Linked DNA regions of Mus musculus: region 1 is linked to region 2. The links are chromatin contacts, called in public HiChIP or PLAC-seq maps. All regions are on one chromosome and are shown on one strand. The core of a region is the stretch at or near the end of the contact, and the rest is flanking DNA. Distances in the headings are between cores, read along the strand shown.

Region 1 (5,385 bases), core at 2,254-4,753, 530 kb after region 2:
CCCAAGAGTTCTTGATTTTTTAAAAAACAAGCCTTTGGGGTTTACTCCATACATGCATTTTCAGCCTCTGTGTGCATCTGGACTGGAGTGTGCTTGGAGCAGGTGACAGAGGCAAGGCAGACTCTTGGGGGCAGGACTGATGGGGCACATTTGAAAGGTCAAGATGGGAACATGCAGTAGTGGGCTTAGGGGTATGTTGGAGAGCATTGGGGTTTTAAGGCCGTGTGGGTAGAAGGTGTTGAGATTCTTGGGATAGTTTGGGATAGACGCTTGCAAGAGTCTATTGGGGTGGTGACAGAGATGGGAAGTGAATCCAAAACTTTGCTCTATTTATGGAGAGCCCGAATCTTAGAACTAAGGTTGCGGCGCTGTGCGCATGCTCTTCAAGCTGTTGGCCTGGGGAGTCCCACCTCTGGTGTTTCGAGCATCCCATGTATCTGGGCCATCGCGTGACCATCGTTAGAACTGTACTCGTCCCCAGTGGAGCCTCTTTCACCCCTGTGCGGTGACAGTGTTGTGGACCCACAGGACGCAGCGCCCTAGGCACACTGAGTTTGAGACTCTATACCCTTGAGCCCAGCCCAGAATGGTTTGACTTAGCTTCTGGGCACATTCAGAGGTGACTGAAACCACTGTGCCGGGAACTACGCAGTGAACTGGCTTCCCAGGCACTCTTGGTTAGGCCCAGCTCCGTTGGACCACCCTTGGCACTGACCCTCAGGGGTAGGAGGCGAAGCAGTTGGCGCAGCATGGCCTGGCGCAGCAGGATGTACACCCATGGGTCCAGGATCTGGTTCCACGATGCGAGGCGTACAGCCAGAAAGAGTGGCCGCTGCAGGGAGTTAGAGTTCCAGCCCCCGATGGCCAACACCACCAACACCTGCGAGAGAAGCAGGTGTGAGCAGTGGAGCCCGCCGGAGAGAAGGGGTGGGGTGGAGGGTCAGGATGCCGGGGCGAGCCATGCAGGACAAATAGGATCTGTGCAGGAAGGAGAGTGACTAAGCAAAGGTCATCAGAGATTGCGGAGAGTCCGGCTAGAGAAGACCCAGTATTACAACACACATACGACTCTAAGGTCAACAAGCTGGGAAGGAAAAAGGCTATGAATGGATGGAGCGGAGGGATGTAGAAAGTGAAAGGCTTGAGTGTGTGAGACTATTTACAGAGATCCTAAAGAGAGTGAAGAAAAGGGTCCCGGATAGCAGAGGGGCAGGCTTTGTCTGCAGGCAGGGTCTTCAGGAGGCAGAGCCCAGGAGGGGGCAGAAAAGAGTTTGGCTTGAGGAGCGACTGCGCCCCTCACCAGCAGGGGGCTCCAGCAGATGCACGACACCACCATGATGCCCACGAGCTGGCCCACCATTTCCACATCGTGTGCGTGAACCCTGCGCGCGGAGCCGCCGCCCCGAGAGCTGCGGAGGGTGGCTGTGGCTGAAGTGATGGATGAGGCAGACGAGGCGGAGGCCAAGCGGGGTCCACGAGATCCCCAGCGCCGGCGATCATCGGGACCTGCGGTCTTTCGGAATCGTCGAGAGCGACGCCGTCTCCAGCGGGCACGGAGGAGCGCCAGGCCGCTGAGCGTATTGCACACTAATGCCGCAAGGAGCGCGGCCAGGCCAAGGCCGGCGAAGAGGCCGGCAAGCAACGCCTGGCGCCAACCTCCACGAGGCCCAAGGCTAATAAAACACCAGGTGCCAGGGTACTGTAACTCGTAGCGACCCACGTGTACCAGTGGCAGCAGCGCCACTGCCAAAGCCATGGCAGCCAGCACGGCTAGTGCCAGGCGTGCGCGGGCCACAGATACGCGCGCCGCGTGGATCAGTGGCTGCGTGACACCCACACAGCGCTCTACGGCCATGCCACAGCCAAGCAAAAGTGGGCACAGGCCGAAGAAGACCATGCAGCCACCCAGGAAATGACACGCCCCTCCAGCAGGCGCACGCCCCGCAGTATACAGGCGAAGCACCAGGGCGCCCGGGATCACATGGCCTGCTAGGTCGATGGCAAGCAGGCTGGCGACGAACAACAGGAAGGTGGCAGCCGAGCGGCGCCGCCGCATTCGGCCTGCAACCTGGGCCAGCAGCGCCAGCGCCAGCACGTTGGACACAGCACCCAGCGTCATGGAGAAGATAGGCAGCGCTGGTGATGTGCCATTATCGCCTGTTGGCAGCACCACAGATGTATTGGGGAGCCTGGGTGTTGCGCACGTTGCTGCCTCATCCGCTAGGCTCAGGTTAAGCCCGCAGGGGCTCATATCAGTGGCCAAGAGGGCTGCGTAGATAAGAAGAGGGCACAGTGAGGTAGGGTCCCAACCTTCTGTGCCCAGGGCACCGCCACATGACCCTAGCTGCTCCATTTCAGATCCTATTCACCTGTCACTGGCCCCATCTCGTGTCTGGCTTCATTCTGCCCTCGTATCTGCTGGGGGTCTTGACTGACCTGGCACGGGTCCCGGGTATCTAGTCTCATCTCCACCCCACCCCCACCTCCACGTTTCCACCCCATCAGTTTCCTGGTCCATGATCCCATGGGATAGACCCTTGCCCATTTCTGATCCCAATTTCCACTTTCGTGTCTGCCTGCCCATCTCTCCGTTTTCAGAAGTCTCCTTGGCTTGCCCTGGAACTGGCCAGGCTAACCTTAAATTCAAAAGATCCACCTGCCTATGCCTCCTGTGTCTTGGGATTAAAGGCTCACACCACAACTAGCTTTGGTCACCTTTTAACTCTGTCCTTGATGTCCCTGTTCCAACAACGCCACCACTTATAGTTCATCTCTTCCAATGGCCGTGTGCCTGTCTCCAGAGACTGATCCAATCTGCAGTTAGATCTCTTCCCCAAACAACCCATCTCTACACCTATAGACCCGTTCTTGTGCCCCAAGGCCTCTATGCCACATCTCTGGTCTCCGTGGTCCTCTCTGTCCCCACAGACCCCTGCTACCCCGAACCCATCTCTGAACTCTATGGTGCTCTCAGATCCCATGGGCCCAGCTCTTTTCCAGAATCCCATCTCTGTTGCCCTCTCTTGTCTCCATGGCAATCTCTCACCAGTCTGGCATTGCCTCATTCAGATGCCCATCCCATACCCCTATTTGAACCGCCCCCGGCTTGCCCATTCTCTAGTTGAGAGGAGATGGACAGCCTAGGACTGAGAGCCATTAAACAGCAAGAGAGCAGGAGGGCTATAGCTAGCCTTCTTTGGCTTGCTATCCTCAATGTCCCAGCTTCTTACCCAGTGCTGCTCAGGATGCAGGGTCCCCATGGCCTGGAACTTGGCTCCTGCTGCCTGCTCCAGCTACTCCCTGGCTCCCGGCAGGCCGCTCCCTCTTCCTGGGGCGGCTCCTCGGCTCCGTGCCGCCTCCACCCGCACTTCACTGGCCTCCAGGGGCTGCTCCACCCCATGCATGTCTGCTCTCTGGGGCTGGGAGCCTTGAGTGGGCAAAACTGCTGGCAACAGTCAGGGCAACTGGGCCCAGCTCCTTCCCGCCAAGGACTGAGGTTCTCTGAATTGGTTTGGTCTCTGTGACCCCCCTCCTCTCAGCGGGGCAGGAGCAAACCCCCACACCCTCACCCGGGCCTCTTGCCCGCCTCATTAATAAAGTGGATAAAATCTAAACACTGGAAAATGTGAGCATCGCCTGGGGCAGGCTGGAAGGGCTATGAGTTCCCGTGGGGGGCGGGGGGGGGCAGGAGAGTGAGTGTGTGTGTGGAGGAGTGTTGTCCTCATTGGACTTGAGGGGTTGGGAGTTGCCTGGGTGTGATGGGAGCTAGCAATGCCTCCTACCCTTGCCTTTATGGTTGTCACAGTTGGGCAGAGGTGGGCAGCCTAGACCAGGGCAACAGGGAGTCATCCTAGGTGAAGAGAGGTGGCTAAATGACTCAGGGGAGCCAGGCTATCATCTGTATCCTGCCTTATGGGGAGGTAGGCAATTCATAGGGCACCCTGCATCCATAGCTATGTCTCACCTTCTGTCTTGAAAAGGGGCACACATGCAGCCACTGTCAGCTTAGTCATAATGGGGAGTAAACACTGGATAGCACTCACCATTGCTGACTGTAACATCTATCCCCCCTCCCCCATATGAAACTGATGCTTACCTCAGCACTGGGTGTAAATCTCACTGTCACTGTAAGTCTGTTCCCAGCCCCAGAGCACACCTCCTGATGTAGTCTCCCTTAAACCAATGCCCATGGACCCCGAGAACTTGTCCTGAGACACATAATCACATCTCTAAGGCCTGTTTATCCTGAATCCCCCCCCCCAAAAAAAAGAAAGAATACACCAGAGACCCATGCACACACTGAACACAGCTCCCTGAAACTCACTGCACCCAAGGCTTACCCACAATAATCACAGCTCTGGTTCAACCTGGCTACCAACCACCCACTACACATGGTCCCAGCTGCTCCCAGCAGACATGCGAGACCCCAGTATAGGACCTGGGCTACAATTCAGTGACAGAGCACATCCTTAGCATGTATGAAGCCCTGGGTTCTACTATCAGTACTGAAAATGGGCTTGTGATCAGGGATAGCAAGTAGCCATCTGCAGGGCTTCTGTCCTATATCCAGGATACCCATCTCCTGCCTGGTACCAGGGAACCAGTACCACTCAGCCTTCCTGCAGCATCTCTGCTGGGCTTACCCCAAACATTCCTATGGTTGCTGGAGAGAGACCTCTGGCCTGGTTCCCCTTGTTCCAATTGCCTCCCCTCTCCCCAAGTCTGGCCAGGGTCCCACCCCACCCTTTCCTTGATCTCCTTAAATCCTAGGATGAAATGGACTGTCAAAACAAGCTTGGCAGGTTTACATCTCTGTGAAGCACTGTGCCATGGATGCCTGTCCCCTGAGTACAACTAGGGTAACAGGGCAACAGGCCTTGCTGCCACACACGGGGGCTCTCACACAAGAGGAGCATATGTGAGGCCTGGGTGAGTGGGGAACCAGGTCTGAACCCCAAGCCAGCCAGAAACTCCAGCACTGCCTGGAAGCTTGACGGCCTCCAGCCAGGGGGAGGGGGCAGCAGGGCAGCCAATTCCTAATTCAATTTGGAATCCAGGAGATAGATTTCAGCTGCTGCATTCTTTCCCTGGCCACCCCTCCTTCCCCAGAGCCAAACAGCTCCCAGAGTAAAATCTCTATATCCAAGAGAGGGTGTGTGGACACAAAAGCCCACTGCCTCCCTCCCCCTCCCTCCTCATTGTCTAAAGACAAGGAACCGGGGTTCACAGCAGTGTCCACTCAAATGGGAGGTAACAGACCCCAACTGAGAGGGCTCCCCTCAGGTGGGAGATGCCCAAGGGAAGGCATTATTGCCATTCTGCATTTCTGGTGTCAAGAAAGCAGGGAGAGCAGGGAGTGGTGACGCACACCTTTAATCCCAGCAC
Region 2 (5,337 bases), core at 1,565-4,064:
GCCAGGGTGGTCCAGCCCCCAGACTTACCTTCTCAGGCCACCCTGCCAGAGGCGGGCAGCTGCTGCTGGCTGGGAAGGGGACAGGTACAGGGAGCCAAGGCACTTCCTAGACACTCAAGTGGTCAGTGGGGCCTGGCAGGCTGGAAGGTCACGCACAGCTGAGGGGTTCGGTGGCCTGCGAATCTAGAGGTCAGCCTGGGGCTAGCACAAGACAGCAGCAGGCCTCTCGTCAAGACCAAGGGCTGTGGCCTCGGCGCTGCACCACGCCGGGGTCAGGCCTTCGGCCCCGTAAGTCTACCTGCTGTCGCCCGCAGCCAGATCCAGTGCTTGCCTCCCGGGACAGGCGGTCACGGCCCCCTCTCTGCTCCCCGGGCCGCGCGGGAAAGTTGTCGCCGCCCGCGCCCCGCGAGTCTCTCCCGAGTCGGACCCCAATTCCCCGCGGGGGAGGGGAGCCGGGCTGCGCGCGGGCGAGACGACGCCGGCCGCGCCCCACCCCGCCGGCCGGCCCAGATCGCCTTTAAAACCTCCGCGTCTCCTCCCCCCACGGCCGGGCAGGGGGCGGGCGCGGGGCGGGGCGGGCGCCGCCGTCATGTGCCCCCGAGGCGGCCCGCCCCACGCTCACTAGTCTGTCCCCCAACTCAGGCCCAACTTTCTCCATATCCGGAATGGGCATGGGCCTGGGTACTCTGGGGGGGGTGGGTCCTGCCAAACAGGAATCTTCACTTCTACTGCACCTTCTCCAGTCTAGGAAGTCCCTCCTTTTATCTCACCCAATCCCCTCTTGCTGCTGTGGACAAGATTTTCTGATTCTAGGCTAGGTGACCCCTGAGTCTGCGCCCCTCCTCTTTCCAGGCTTCCGGGCACCCTCCCCCAACCACCCACCGGGGACCTCTGGGAGACTCCACAGTTACGGGTATATCCCTGAGAAAGAGCCCCCTCCCCCAACTCCATCCTTCCCTTTTTCTGTGCATGTCTCTCCCTCTTCATCCTTAAGGCCTCCCCTCCACCATCAGGAACACGGTGGTATTGTTCCCCTGGACGGGGCCCTGCCTCAGGGCCTGGCCTGGTGCCCAGGTAGGGGGCCAGGAACAAAACCCAGCCAAGGAGGGGCAGGGTGCCCTCTGTGGCCACGCCAACCTCCTTGGGCATGTTGGACTGCTACTTGGCCCTCTGCAGGGCAGAACAGAGGCGGGTGGACCCCAGCCCACACTGAACACCATCTTTCTGCACAGCACGGGCTGGGCCTTCCCAGAACTGGGTGGCTATTGCTCTCGGGGCAGTTTTCTCCAACCACTCCCAACATTTCCATATACTGCCACGGAGTCCCCATCCTGTGGGCGAGAAGGGGACACCTCCCCTTTGAATAAGACTAGGGGAGAGGGGTGACCCAGCACATGCCAGGTAGAGCACTGGAGGGACCTGTGACCTCTGGTCACTTCTTCAGCTAAGGACCCAACCGACTAGTGGTTTAGTTCTGCACTCTCTCGAACTTTGGTGTGAGTGTGGGATGAAGCCGAACCAAGCCATCAGCCCAGAGGCCCAAGTCTTGGGGACTCTGCAGCTTCCTTCCCATGTGGGGCCCAACAGGCAGGCTGGCCCAGAGTGCAAGATCTGACAGGTTAGGGCAGGAGGGAAAGGAGGCCCACCCCGTTGGGGCCCCAGGGGAGGATTTGGAGTGGCACAGAATTCTCCAACTCTGGGCAAGCCCTGGAAGATGGGAGAGACGGCCTCATGGCCCCCTGAGCACTTTAAATGAGGACAAAAAAGTTAGGTTCTGAGCTTATTAGCCCAGCACTTCAGAAGCTGAGGCAGGAAAATCACAGGTTAAATGTCAACCCGTGCTGCAGAGCGTGATCCTGTCTAGAAGGTAGAAGCAGCAGGGTCAGGAGTTCAAAGCCATCCTTGGGCTATTTGGTGAGTTTGAGGCCAGCTTGGACTCTATGAGACCATGCCTCAAAATTTGAAAGAAAAAGATATATAAAGGCAGAGAATTAGAGAGAGGGAGGGAAAAAGGGAGAGAGACAGACAGAGCACACAAGTCCAAGACCTGTGTACACTCAGGCGTTTACTCAGGCTCAAGCCAACCTCCGGGGGTGCCCTCTCTGTGCCCCTCAGAGACCTCATCAACCTGCCCTCAGATGCAGAGTGCCAACACCTCATCTGTTTTCTGTAGACACTTTATTTTTCATTCCATTTTGCTTTGTTGAGACAGTCTGTGTAGCCCAGGCTCTACTGGTTAAGACTCATGAGCCTCCTGCCTCAGTTTCCCCAACACTGCGATGACAGACCTGCACCATCACACGTGGCCTGGAAACATCCATTCACCAGTGAGTGAACTGATGCTCAGGCAACAACTCGCAGACCCTGGCGACTGCCCTGACCCTCATTATCTGTCCCCTAGCACCAATAGAAGAGCCAGCAGGACCTCAGCTCACTAAACTTAGCTATTAACTTTTTGATCAGGGAAGAAAATGGGGAGGCCTAGAACAGGGTGAGACCATATTGTGTAGGCACACACACACAAAGATACATAGACACACACACACACACCACACACACACAGCTGGTTCTGTCATGCTCTGCCCCACAGGAAGTGGAACATCTTAGATCCCACCAGCACCAGGTTGGTGGAGTGGGGGAGGGCTGTGTCAAGGGACCCTGTTAGGTCTGAAGGTCGCCCCACAGGTCACCCGGGCACACACGTAGAGCGCCCCGGGCCCCATGGCAACGCAGCACAGAGACATCAAACAGGGAGGCCCCACGTCACTGCGGTTAGGGAGGCTCCTCCCCACTGGCTGGCGGCTAGCGCCTCAGGCCGTCAGGCAGCCCGCCTCCTGTCGCCGTGGCGACCGACTGTGTTGTGGACTGTCCCGGGCCCACCAGATCCCTGCCCCCTCGCTGGGGCACTGCCGCTCCCCCGCATCCGGGGAGGGCGCCCAGCTCTGTCATTCAGCTGCCGGTATGGGGCCTAGTGTAGGGCAGTATGGCCTGCAATTTGCCACTTAGAGGGGTCCCCTGGAGATGAACAGTGTTGCCAGAGTCGCTACAGGGTTGGGTTGCCATTCATGGCCCCAAGGTGGGTAGTTACCAGGGCTCTGTTGAGGTGGGTGACACAGTAGTGGCCTCAAGGATAGGTAGCTACCAGTTGGGATAGGTGACACACAGGAGTGGCCCCGGGGATGAGTAGTTACCAGGGCGCTGTTGAGGTGGGTGACACGGAGGTGACCCCAGGATGGGTAGTTACCAGAGCGCTATTGAGGTGGGTGACACACAGGAGTGGCCCCAGGGATGAGTAGTTACCAGGGCCTGTTAGGGTTGGGTTGCCAAGGCGTTCTTGGGTTGGGTGACACAGGAATGGCCTATGGGATAGGTAGTTACCAGGGCGCTGTTGGGGTGGGTGACACAGGAGTGGCCCCAGACCTAGCCCAGCACCAGGGCTAACGTGAAGCCGGGGCAGGGGGAAGGAGGGAGTAAGCGGCTTAAGATGTCAAATTTCGTTGTGGGCGGCCATGAGGCGCTGGAGCGCACAGGGTTAAAGAGCGCCTTTCTCGGGGTCTCCCCTCCTCAACACCCCCTCCCTTCCGGGGGATTTCGGGCCCCAGCCCCTCTGACGTCAGTGGGGTTGCTATGGCAACCGCCCGACTTTCCCAAATAAAATTACTGCGGGCGAGCAAAGTTTCCTGGAGTCGGCTGCGGAGTAAACAATGGCAGGGGCGGGGCTCGGCGAGGGGGTCCCGAGGCTGGAGCTGGGGATCCCTGTCCCAGGCCTCTGGGAGATGGGTCCGGACAAGGGAACTGAGCGGACGCCTGGGCCGCTCCCACGCGTGCACTTCCTGTCGCCGGCTGCCGGAGGAGGTAAAACAAGCGAGCAGGCAACAACCGGAGCAGGGACAGGGAGGACCAGGCCCGCTGTACCCGCCAAACCCATCACCCACGTACTTTTAAGTGATAACCCGTTTCTCACTCCCGGGCCTCACCTAACCTGTAAAATGGGAACAGATTCACTTCCATTGGCTGCTGCCAGGTTCAGGGAGGGACCCCAGGTTTTGGCCAAAGCCAATTAAATGACTTTAGCTCCTGGGCTTGATACCCGCCTCCCAAGTGGGGGTATCCAGACCACAAAGCATGTAGATGTGTTTGATTTAAAAAGTACACGGTTGCCGGACGGTGGTGGTTTACGCTTTTAATCCCAGCACTTAGGAGGCAGAGACAGGCAGATTTCTGAGTTCGAGGCCAACCTGGTCTACAAAGTGAGTTCCAGGACAGCCAGGGCTACTCAGAGAAACCCTGTCTCGAAATAAATAAATAAATAAATAAATAAATAAATAAATAAATAAATTACACAGTGGAATTTTTGTTTTGCTGGTCTGGAAGGGCATGTTTGGAAGCCAGCATCTCCTGATGTAGCCCAGGCTGGAACTCAGTACAGTACTGGAACTCAGTACAGTACATAGCTTAGATTCCCCTGGCAGAGACAGGCAGATTTCTGAGTTCGAGGCCAACCTGGTCTACAAAGTGAGTTCCAGGACAGCCAGGGCTACTCAGAGAAACCCTGTCTCGAAATAAATAAATAAATAAATAAATAAATAAATAAATAAATAAATAAATAAATAACACAGTGGAATTTTTGTTTTGCTGGTCTGGAAGGGCATGTTTGGAAGCCAGCATCTCCTGATGTAGCCCAGGCTGGAACTCAGTACAGTACTGGAACTCAGTACAGTACATAGCTTAGATTCCCCTAAAACCTCTGGTATTCATCCTTAGCCTTCCAAGTGGTGGAATTACAGGCCCAGCCAAAGTATCGTTTTAGGATAGCTTTTTTTTTTAATTAAGTATGTAAATGTGAGTTTGATCCAAGCATTTAATTCCAGCACTTGGGAAGCAGAGGCAAGCTGATCTCTAAGTTCAAGACCAGCCTGGTTTTACAGAGCTACATCATGGATCAATTTTGAAGAAACAACAATAACAACAAAATATGTAACTATGTCTCGTGTAATATACTAAACAAACACAAAAAGTTATACTAAGGGCTGGAGAGATGGCTCAGTGGTTAAGAGCACTGATTGCCCTTCCAGAGGTCCTGAGTTCAATTCCCAGCAACCACCTGGTGGCTCACAACCAGCTGTAATGGGATCCGATGCCCTCTTCTGGTGTGTCTGAAGACAGCGACAATGTACAAATATACATAAAATAAATAAATCTTTTAAAAAAGTTATACTAAACCAATTTACTCTGAATCCTAAATTCAGATGTAACTGGAAGAGCTTTTTGTGTTATTTTAATTGTAATTAATGTAGTTTTTGAGACAGGGTCTCACTATGTAAACCTGGCTCTCCT

What was found. HiChIP or PLAC-seq counts read pairs in DNA pulled down with a chosen protein or histone mark.
Region 1: a contact with region 2 is called in an H3K27ac HiChIP or PLAC-seq map of regulatory T cell precursor, with 7 times the contacts expected there. The contact joins the promoter of Ptger1 here to the enhancer-like site in region 2. A contact is called at or near these places in 5 of 115 datasets of contacts at active chromatin or transcription factors (bone marrow-derived macrophages, double positive thymocytes, fetal liver and 2 more) and 1 of 9 other capture datasets (liver).

The regions. Positions count from the first base shown.
Region 1 is chr8:83,664,762-83,670,146 of GRCm38.p6, reverse strand. It overlaps Ptger1 (prostaglandin E receptor 1 (subtype EP1)), which reads right to left and starts at 3,503. Exons shown (of 3, transcript NM_013641.3): 1 at 3,231-3,503; 2 at 1,301-2,268; 3 at 42-880. The coding sequence starts at 2,251. The coding sequence ends at 614. Gipc1 (GIPC PDZ domain containing family, member 1) reads right to left here. Exons shown (of 7, transcript NM_018771.3): 7 at 5,358-5,385. It overlaps Pkn1 (protein kinase N1), which reads left to right. Exons shown (of 22, transcript NM_177262.4): 22 at 1-385.
Region 2 is chr8:84,196,023-84,201,359 of GRCm38.p6, reverse strand. No RefSeq gene overlaps it. Among named protein-coding and RNA genes, the nearest start is that of Mir23a, 9.8 kb to the left of the region's middle. Within about 2 kb of position 2,814, at least 432 of the 459 cell types and tissues checked have an H3K27ac peak or open chromatin away from gene starts, as enhancers often do. A contact at or near this core is called in bone marrow-derived macrophages, double positive thymocytes, fetal liver and 3 more, where this site is marked.